3 separate regions of the Mus musculus genome follow, and regions 1 and 2 are each linked to region 3. A link is a contact called in public Hi-C and promoter capture Hi-C data. All regions are on one chromosome and are shown on one strand. The core of a region is the stretch at or near the end of the contact, and the rest is flanking DNA. Distances in the headings are between cores, read along the strand shown.

Region 1 (2,789 bases), core at 58-2,557, 1.2 Mb after region 3:
TTTTTTTTTTTTTTTTGTCTTTCTCTCTTTCTTTCTCTCTCTCTCTATCTCTTTCGACAGGGTTTCTCTATGTAGCCCCAGCTGTCTTGGAGCTCTTTGTAGCTAGGCCTAAAGGCTGCCACTACACCCAGCATTACAGGCAACTCTTAATTAACTCAGTGTTAATCATAGCTAAAAGCACTTGAAAATGAATTCCTATTGTTTCCCGATTCAAAGTCTAGCCTCAAGGAAGATGAGAACCACGCTACTTGGGGGGTGGAGTCCCAGGTCTGACATTCGTTACAAATTATTTACTCAGGTCACTTTACTGATTGCTGTTGCAGTTGCTCAGCGTTTTGAAATTAGAGGGGAAAGGTCATTTTTTTTCATATCTAACTTTTATATAGAAATTACAGAAGTTAATTCATCCCTAAGGTCTCTTGCAGCTCTGACATTGCCATTCGGTCTTTTAATACACTTATACAACAAATCATGAACCAACAGATAAATCTACAACAAGAGAAAATGTAATAGGTAGAAAAATGATTAATCTATTATACTTTAAAAAAATACATTTTAAAAGCTTCTAGCAAGGCGTAATGGGAAAGCTCTAAGCAGTGCGTTCTCCAATATGAGACCTGGGAAGGGTGCGAGCCCTTGTACCTAATGACATAAGGCATAGTGTGCAGACAGGGTAAGAGCCGAGGAAGTCTAGATTTTCAGTAAAGGGGCTCCTGTCTGACAGCTCAAGGTCATCGAGTGGCTGGCTACCTTGTAATCTCAAAGCGTGCCCCCAAGCGATCCAGTCCCGGGTGGGCGGTGTCTCGGGGCCTAGGGTCCCCACCCTCGGGGTGACAAGGCCTCCGGGACACGGCTGGCCTCCCGCTGCGCCGCGCTGCCGGTTGCGCAGCCCCACGACCCGCGTGCACGCGGCGTCTCCCTCCGGGGTACCTGCCCGCTCCCTTTCCCGAGTGAAGGCTGTCACCCCACTGGCCGCGAACCCGGGATTATGAAAGCAGAGGAAAGGGACCATACTTAGCCACAGGATCTCGCCTCTGACACCGGGACCGGGCTGAAGAGCTGCGGGGCAGGTAGCGTGTGAGCTCGGAGGGTCAGTACAGAGCGAGCGCCGCGCCGCGGAAAGCTGAGAACACGTGGGGGCAGTGATGTCAAGCATGGCTTCAGACCCTTAGACGCAGATTCGTTACCACGTGGGAAAATGTAGGAAGAAAAGCAAGTGCCCAAGCAAATTCTAAAAATCATCTAAGAATTAACTTTTGTGATTATCTGTTCGTCAGTGCTCTCTGTACTTTTCACTTCCTTTTCCACGGCAACGGAATCTGTCGAAATTTCTAGAAAGCCTAATATGCTTAACCTACTAGGTTTCTAACGGTCTGCAGTTCCTACAGTGTAAATAACCCTTGATAAACAAAAGTGTTTATGGGCTAATCGAGAATTCGCCATTCCTCTAGGAATACTTAGTACTGTGTCCAAACATAAAGGCGATATTCTGCCTTTAAAAAAAAAAAGTCACATCTCCTGGCAGTCTTTTATGTTGGGAGTTTGTTTCCACCCGGACACGAATGGAAGAGCACCAGAGCACTCCCGTTCCGGTCGGGGGGGGGGGGGTTGGATCTTTGCGCGCATGCGTGCTGACGCTCAAGGGCGGGTTTTCGGGGAAGACGGTATTGACCCGCGAACAACCGAAGCTGTTATTCTATCAAAATCAAGACGGCGTGTGTGCCGGACTCTGTGGAGACTCTGAAGACTAAGTTGAGGTGTCCGAAATTGCGTCCTGACTCGTAGAAAGAAATCTACTAAGCTCTTATGAGGGTGGTGTTTTAAAAAACACGATTTTAACGTTGCCTGCTCGTCTGGGTCTCCTTAACAAATCCTAACCCCGCCTCCACGTCTGTTGGGGTTTTCAGCTGCAGCTCTGGGTTTGGAGGAGTGCGTTTTTATTACGGTTCCCGTGGCTTCTCTTTTGCTCTTGGCATAATTCCTTTGAAATTTATTTCTTCGATGCATTAACAGACTCAGTGGGATCAAGACTTTTTGTTTTGTTTTGTTTTTTGTTTTTGTCGTATTTAGCCCTGGATTAAATGTCAAAATCGAAATTTACAGCTTTATGGATATTTTGCCTATAGACTTTCTAAGTTAATGACTGCTTCATAATTATTTTTGGAACTCAGGTGTTTTTCAAATTCACTTCCACCATTACTTCTTTTCCTGGTACTCAAGGAGAAACTGCGTCCTTAAGTTTTGAGAAGCTAGAATTCCCTCTGTTAAGAACGGCGGGACTTGATTTGTGACTAACCAGATGAAAAACGTTGAGTTTAGCCTGGAAAGGGGGCAAAGGCTTAAAATGCCAGCGAGGAAACTGCGAGAGATTGTTTCTCCAAACCAAGGGAATAAATTGGCTGTGGTGGAAGATGAGCTGCCCCGTGTTCCTCCAGCCCTGGCTGCAAATAAACGTCTTGCTGTTGAAACGAGGACTAGTTCTAATGGAACGTTATGTGGTATGTGATTCCAAATGTTTCAGTTTCCCACCCAGTTTACGTTTTCTCTCTCTCTCTCTCTCTCTCTCTCTCTCTCTCTCCCTCTCTCTCTCTCTCTCTCTTCCGAGACAGGGTTTCTCTGTGCAGCTCTGGCTGTCCTGGAACTCACTCTGTAGACTAGGCTGTCCTCGAACTCAGAAATCCACCTGCCTCTGCCTCCCAAGTGCTGGGATTAAAGGCGTGCGCCACCACTGCCCAGCCAGTTTCCTTTTTTTATAAGTCATTAGTCTTTATCACTATTTTGAGTTGTGC
Region 2 (2,703 bases), core at 24-2,523, 1.1 Mb after region 3:
CAGGGCTCTTATATTGCAAGCTGGCCTCCCGTCCCTGCCTTCTGCATCACCCTGCTGGAAAATATTTTCTAGCTATATAAAATAAAAGTCTCCAGATATTTATTTATTTTGTTTTTTTGAGACAGGGTTTTTCTGTATAGCCCTGGCTGTCCTGGAACTCACTTTGTAGACCAGATTGACCTCGAACTCAGAAATCCGCCTGCCTCTGCCTCCCGAGTACTGGGATTAAAGGCGTGTGCCACCACGCTCGGCTCAGATATATTTTTTTAAATAAAAATATTTCTAACGTTGTATTTACAATTGGGATTTAAAATCCACCCACCACTAGGTCAGGTTCCATGCCCACTCCTTTGATTTATCTGTTGCCCTCCCTCCACTTAATACTTAAGATCATAACCTGATAGTTGTTAGAATGAGCCGAGCAACTGGAGTCCCCCAAGCCACCTTAGCCTTTCCTAACGCTAAGTCTCATAATCTTCCTAGTAGGAATGAAGATATTCTAAAGAAGCTCTTGTGCTCCTCTTTTTGATAAGACTCCAAGAAACTGGAACTTCTCCAGGAATTACATGCTGGGTGAAAGAAGGCTGAAGCCTGCCTGGTTCCAGCCAGAGGGACAGCTTTCTCTCACACATAGATTTCACACCACCTTGCAGGAGAGGCTAAAGTTGAAACCATGATGGAAAAGGTATCACACCTTGACCGAGGCTGCTTAGTTATGCACAGCAGTTGAACCAAACGTCATGTTCGGACTCTGATGATGAACTTGGTCGGAGGATGGGGGGGTCAATTGCCTCCTTTTGTTCCTTTTCCTTTTTTTTTTTTTTTTTTTTTTTTTTTTTTGGTGTTTTTGAGACAGGGTTTCTCTGTGTAGTCCTGGCTGTCCTGGAACTCACTTTGTAGACCAGGCTGGCCTCGAACTCAGAAATCCGCCTGCCTCTGCCTCCCGAGTGCTGGGATTAAAGGCATGCGCCACCACGCCCGGCTTTGTTCCTTTTCCTAAGGTGGGTTTTTCCTTCCCCGACTTTTAAGAATTCCTGTCTGTGTGGGCTACAGAGGACAGGTGCCCAAGCCTGTCCTCCTTAGGATTATTAGCTACTTAGGACTATTAGGAACTAGGCTCTGACCTTAGCTCTTCCAATACCAGTTTCAGTTGACACAGTAGCAACTTCTCCAGGGAACCGCCTCTATGGTTTCTGCGCACGCGCGCTCTCTGCTTTTTTTTTTTTTTTTTTTTCCCCCTACAGTTTTCGTCCCAGCCCACGGAACAAGCCGCAAGAGGAAAGGCTATTGGTGGAGAGCGCAGCCAATGGGCGAGCCTGTTACTAGCCTGCGCCGTGTGCGGCGTAGGAGCGGCGCTTGAGGCCTGGAAGCGTTCCGCGGCCTGCCGGGTCAGCACCATGAGCTCCATCGGCACTGGGGTGAGTCTCTCCGCGCCGTCTCTTCCAGTTCGGGGTTGAAGGCAGTGAGGAAGCCCGGCTGCGGCTCGGAGGGCCGCTGGATCCCCGGCGCTGCCCGAGTCCTGGGGACCCGCGGCCTCTGTCTCGGTGACCCCGGCTCCCGCGGCGGTTCGGGCCGGTCCTGTCCGCCCCCGTGCAGCGACAGCCCCGGGTGCTGAGTCACTTTAGTCTCATGCTTAAGGAAACTGAAAGTGGAGACTCGCGGGCCTGCCGCAGTGCGAGCTCCCCGGCTCGACCCTCGAACGGCCCCTTGCAAGCCCCTGCTGGTCGCAATGCCTCGGCCGGATCGCCGAGTGCGTCGTGCGGCCGCCGCCGGCCCATGCAGGTGCTGCGGAGCTGTGTGCTGCGGTGCTGCTGACTCACAGGCCTGCCCGGGCTTCCCGGACGGAACCTAGTTAGTGGACGTTCCCTGGAAACGGGACACCACCTAGAAGAAAGGCTGGATCTCATGAGTCCTTGCCTTTCCTTTGCGTTCTGCTTTTCGCGAACAAGCTATTTTAAGCGAGTCTGTAAGCATTTAAAGGGTTATCTATGGGCCTAAGCGCCTCCGATTTGTAAGGAGTATTGAGGATTTGCGAGCTGGACTTTAATTTGTTGGGGCTAAATACACCCAGTGTGTGCAGCGATTTACCCCACCTTTCCTTTGTCTCCATATAGAACTACTTAACAGTCTCGATTATTTGCAGTAGAGGTAATGAATGAATAATGCGTTTCTTGGTTATCCTTGTTTCCCCCATTATTTTGATGCTCACCAAGTGTGGTGCACCCCTTTAATCCTAGCACTTGGGAGGTAGAGGTAGGAGGATCTCTGAGTTCGAGGCCAGCCTGGTCTACTTAATGAGTTCCAGGACAGCCAGGACTATGTAAAGAGACCCTGTCTTTAAAACAAAACACGCGCGCGCGCACACACACACACACACACACACACACAAACAAAATAAGATTTGCTGCTCAGAATTAAACTCGCATACTGTGTTCTTATGCTTAGAATTAAGTGGTTACAAGATATTAATACTATGTAATACTTTTGGGATAAGTGCTCAATAATATGTCTCAGCAAATTGGCTTTGCAGTTGTAGTAATGTTATCCTCTGTCAGTGGTCAATCCATGTGGAATATTTTAATATGAAAGTAACCCTGAGTTTTAGGAAGTTTCACGGTTGAAGGCTTGTTTTCTGGCTGTCTTCTAAGAATTGTAAATACCAGTATTTGTCAGTCATTTTGGGCCATTTGGTTTTCTTTTTTT
Region 3 (2,877 bases), core at 5-2,504:
TTATTATTATTTGTCTTAATATAAGAGACCAGTAAAAAGGGTAGCAGTAATTATCCACTCATGATTATGGAATGCTATAAATCCCATAGAGAGGAATTAGTTTAGTAGGAAAACCCCATAAGTTATATTCATTATTATCAACCAGATACAAAATGCCTAAACTTCTGCCAGGTGACAAAGGTCTTCCTCTAAATATGTTTAAATTTCATTACACTTTGTTTATTTCCTGGGAGTGTGTGAGTGTGTATGTGTGGGGGATCCGTGCTTCCACCAAGAGAATCCGGGGACCGTTCTGGGGTCCTAAGTAAGGTTTGGCTCTAAGGGCCTTTAACACCCTGAGCCACCTCACCGGTCCCCAAAGACATCTTCCTACAGGCTGTCATGTTTACACACAAATCCTTTTACTCCAGAACCAGATTACTTACAGTTGACAATTTAGAGTCCGGTTCCACAGAGATTTTTTTCAAGGCAAGTTCACCCAAACCAGTACAGGACGCAAAGGTCTAGATTTACAATACTCTTTCCTATCTACCGCCTTCCGCGAAGCATTTTCCCCCCACATCAACACCAAACCATCCTCCGGAATAACTTCAATACCATAAATACGCCTTAAAACCACAAAAAAAGCTCAGCCGTGGTCTGGAAGGTGCGGTTAAGTCTGCCGGTCGCTAGCCTTAGAACCGATGGGGAACCCAGGGTGCTCGGAACGGTGCGGCGGGCTCCGGGCCGCTTCCTGGCCGGACGCTGTGGTCCGGCGCATCCCGGGGGTGCCCCACGTTCGCAGGCCGGGCCGGGGCCTCACCTTGTACACGTCCCCGTAGGTGCCGCTGCCGACCCTCTGCACCAGCTCGTAGTCGTGCTGCGGGTTCCGTCTCAGGATGTCGGCGGCAGGCCTCAGCGGGGCCTCCATCTTCGCTGCGCCCAGTCCGGGGCTCTGCCCGCCGCAGCCGTCTCCCGCTAACGAGGGCGCGCGGCGCTTCCCAACATGGAGCCTCGGCTCGCAGCTGCGCCTGCACCGGCGAGAGCGAGCGCGGGGGGCGTCACGGGGCGCAACCCCGGCAGCCTCCGGGCCTCGTCGGTCCCGCCAGGCCCCGCGCCGGCCGTACCCGAGAGGCCGTCCGTTCTTGGCCGAGCGCCGGCGTCGGAGACCCGCGTCTTCTCCGAGACGGCCGTGCGCACAGTCGCCGCCGCACCACGTTCCCCACCCGCGGCTGCGTCACCGGGAGACACGTTCGCGGCCGGCGCGGATCGAGCCTGGCCCGCCCGAGAACGCAGGCCGCGGGCCCAGACTGCCGCCCTGAGGCCCGCCGAGTGCACAACACCCTGGACGCCGCCGCGCCCCGCCTCCCAGCTGCTTGCGGGGCGCCGGAGGCGTTCGTGCGGCGTCTGACCCGCCCAGCCTCGGCCAGGATTCGCCCAGTGGCCGGCGGACTAGAGGAGGAGGGTCTGTCCGCAGGCCTCCGGAGCGCTGCCTTCTGCTTCCTTTCGGTACAGGTAAACTGAGGCCGCCCGGGCAGGAGGTGGGGGAGTGCCGGGTTAACTAAATGCCGGCACACCCGACTGCACCGTCCTGTTCCACACACTGTTCCCGGTGGTACCAGTTCCGAGGCTGGACCGCACACCTGCAGAACCTGTCTTCCACCAGGGTTTCCCAGAGCCATTTTTGAAAACCCCAATTCCTTTCGAAGTTTCTGTGGTCTCTGGGCATCACCGCAATATTGCAAGTGTTAATGGGAGGAGTTTTAGAGATGCTAAAGCAAAGCTAGGGACCTTTGTCTGATTCTGCTTCCAAAGTAGGTGATCTGGGACAAGGCATACGTGGCAACATCCCAGTGTCCTTATCTGTAGCTGGAAGAGGATAGGTTTTGCATTTGACACCCGAGAAATGTTTGTAAACCATTTTTACAGCATTGTAAAGAGGAGTGTAAAATGTAAGAGGCTTTAAAATGTAAGAGGCCTAACTAACAATGCCCAAAATATTGGGCAGGAGTTATGAGAAGTGATTTGGTTAATGTTTCAATCTCTTTTGTAATTTGAGTTCCAGTCTTGTTCTTAAGGTAGAAATGAAGTTGCCAATTTTATGTATACTGGTAAAGTTACTTCTAGAGTCTTACAGAGATTTTCAGTTGGAAAACCAGATAAGGACTGGAAAGATGGCCCAATTGTTAGCAGCACCGGCTGCAGCTCAGAGGTTGATTCCCAGCACCTGCGTGGCGGCCCACTCCTCATTAACTCCAACTTGGGATCCAGAGTGGGCTGGGAGGGAGGGCCAACGCCCTCTTCTGGCCTGTGTAGGCACCACATATGCATATGGTGCACAGCTGTACATGCAGGCAAAACACAAAATTAAATAAAAATGTAAGAAAATTGAAAAAACTAGAAAAAAAAACGACAACAGAACAAATTTCAGATGACACGTGACTCCAGACACACTCTAATTCTGTTTTGAGAAATAACTTCTTATAGCTAATAAATGAAGAAATTAAATTAACACCTTAACGGAACAGAGACTGTATGCATTTTCTCGTGATCCACACACAAAGAGCACTTATTTAGGGAACATAAGTAAGCCCAGACTTACATGCCCCAGGGACAAAGCCTGTGTGTGTGCTGCACTGAAAAAAAAAATGGTTGAAGAACAGTTCCTTCTTTGAAATCTTCTTGGCACTTGTTTTGGTGGGCACATATTTTTGGCTTCGATGACTCAAAATCTCTTCAAGTGTTCTATTGGTATCTTAGTACTTGTTTACTGTCATGGATTTATGGTGGTCATGTAGTCAAACCCACCCTTACCCACTGTGTGACTAGGCCGTTGTGGGATATTCATGGGTTGAAGGCCTTCCACCACACTGGCCGCAGGATAGTCAACCTGGAGGG

What was found. Promoter capture Hi-C pulls out the DNA fragments that hold promoters and counts their contacts. Hi-C and Micro-C count contacts between places; a contact is called where the count stands out from the background.
Region 1: a Hi-C map of muscle stem cells shows a contact between it and region 3, with 5 times the contacts expected there. The contact joins the promoter of 2700049A03Rik here to the promoter of Atl1 in region 3. A contact is called at or near these places in 5 of 39 promoter capture datasets (the 3T3-L1 cell line, hippocampal neurons, liver and 1 more), 1 of 484 Hi-C or Micro-C datasets (muscle stem cells) and 1 of 9 other capture datasets (adipose tissue).
Region 2: a contact with region 3 is called in a promoter capture Hi-C map of the 3T3-L1 cell line, with 3 times the contacts expected there. The contact joins the promoter of Psma3 here to the promoter of Atl1 in region 3. A contact is called at or near these places in 3 of 39 promoter capture datasets (the 3T3-L1 cell line, the C10 cell line and cranial neural crest), 1 of 484 Hi-C or Micro-C datasets (cerebral cortex) and 3 of 115 datasets of contacts at active chromatin or transcription factors (astrocytes, pancreatic cancer cells and pro-B cells).

The regions. Positions count from the first base shown.
Region 1 is chr12:71,135,541-71,138,329 of GRCm38.p6, forward strand. 2700049A03Rik (RIKEN cDNA 2700049A03 gene) reads left to right here and starts at 1,308. Exons shown (of 30, transcript NM_001163378.1): 1 at 1,308-2,498. The coding sequence starts at 2,300. Timm9 (translocase of inner mitochondrial membrane 9) reads right to left here and starts at 1,135. Exons shown (of 5, transcript NM_001286203.2): 1 at 1,015-1,135.
Region 2 is chr12:70,973,350-70,976,052 of GRCm38.p6, forward strand. Psma3 (proteasome subunit alpha 3) reads left to right here and starts at 1,274. Exons shown (of 11, transcript NM_011184.5): 1 at 1,274-1,418. The coding sequence starts at 1,398.
Region 3 is chr12:69,891,851-69,894,727 of GRCm38.p6, forward strand. Atl1 (atlastin GTPase 1) reads left to right here and starts at 1,255. Exons shown (of 15, transcript NM_178628.5): 1 at 1,255-1,494. It overlaps Map4k5 (mitogen-activated protein kinase kinase kinase kinase 5), which reads right to left and starts at 1,313. Exons shown (of 32, transcript NM_201519.2): 1 at 803-1,313. The coding sequence starts at 910.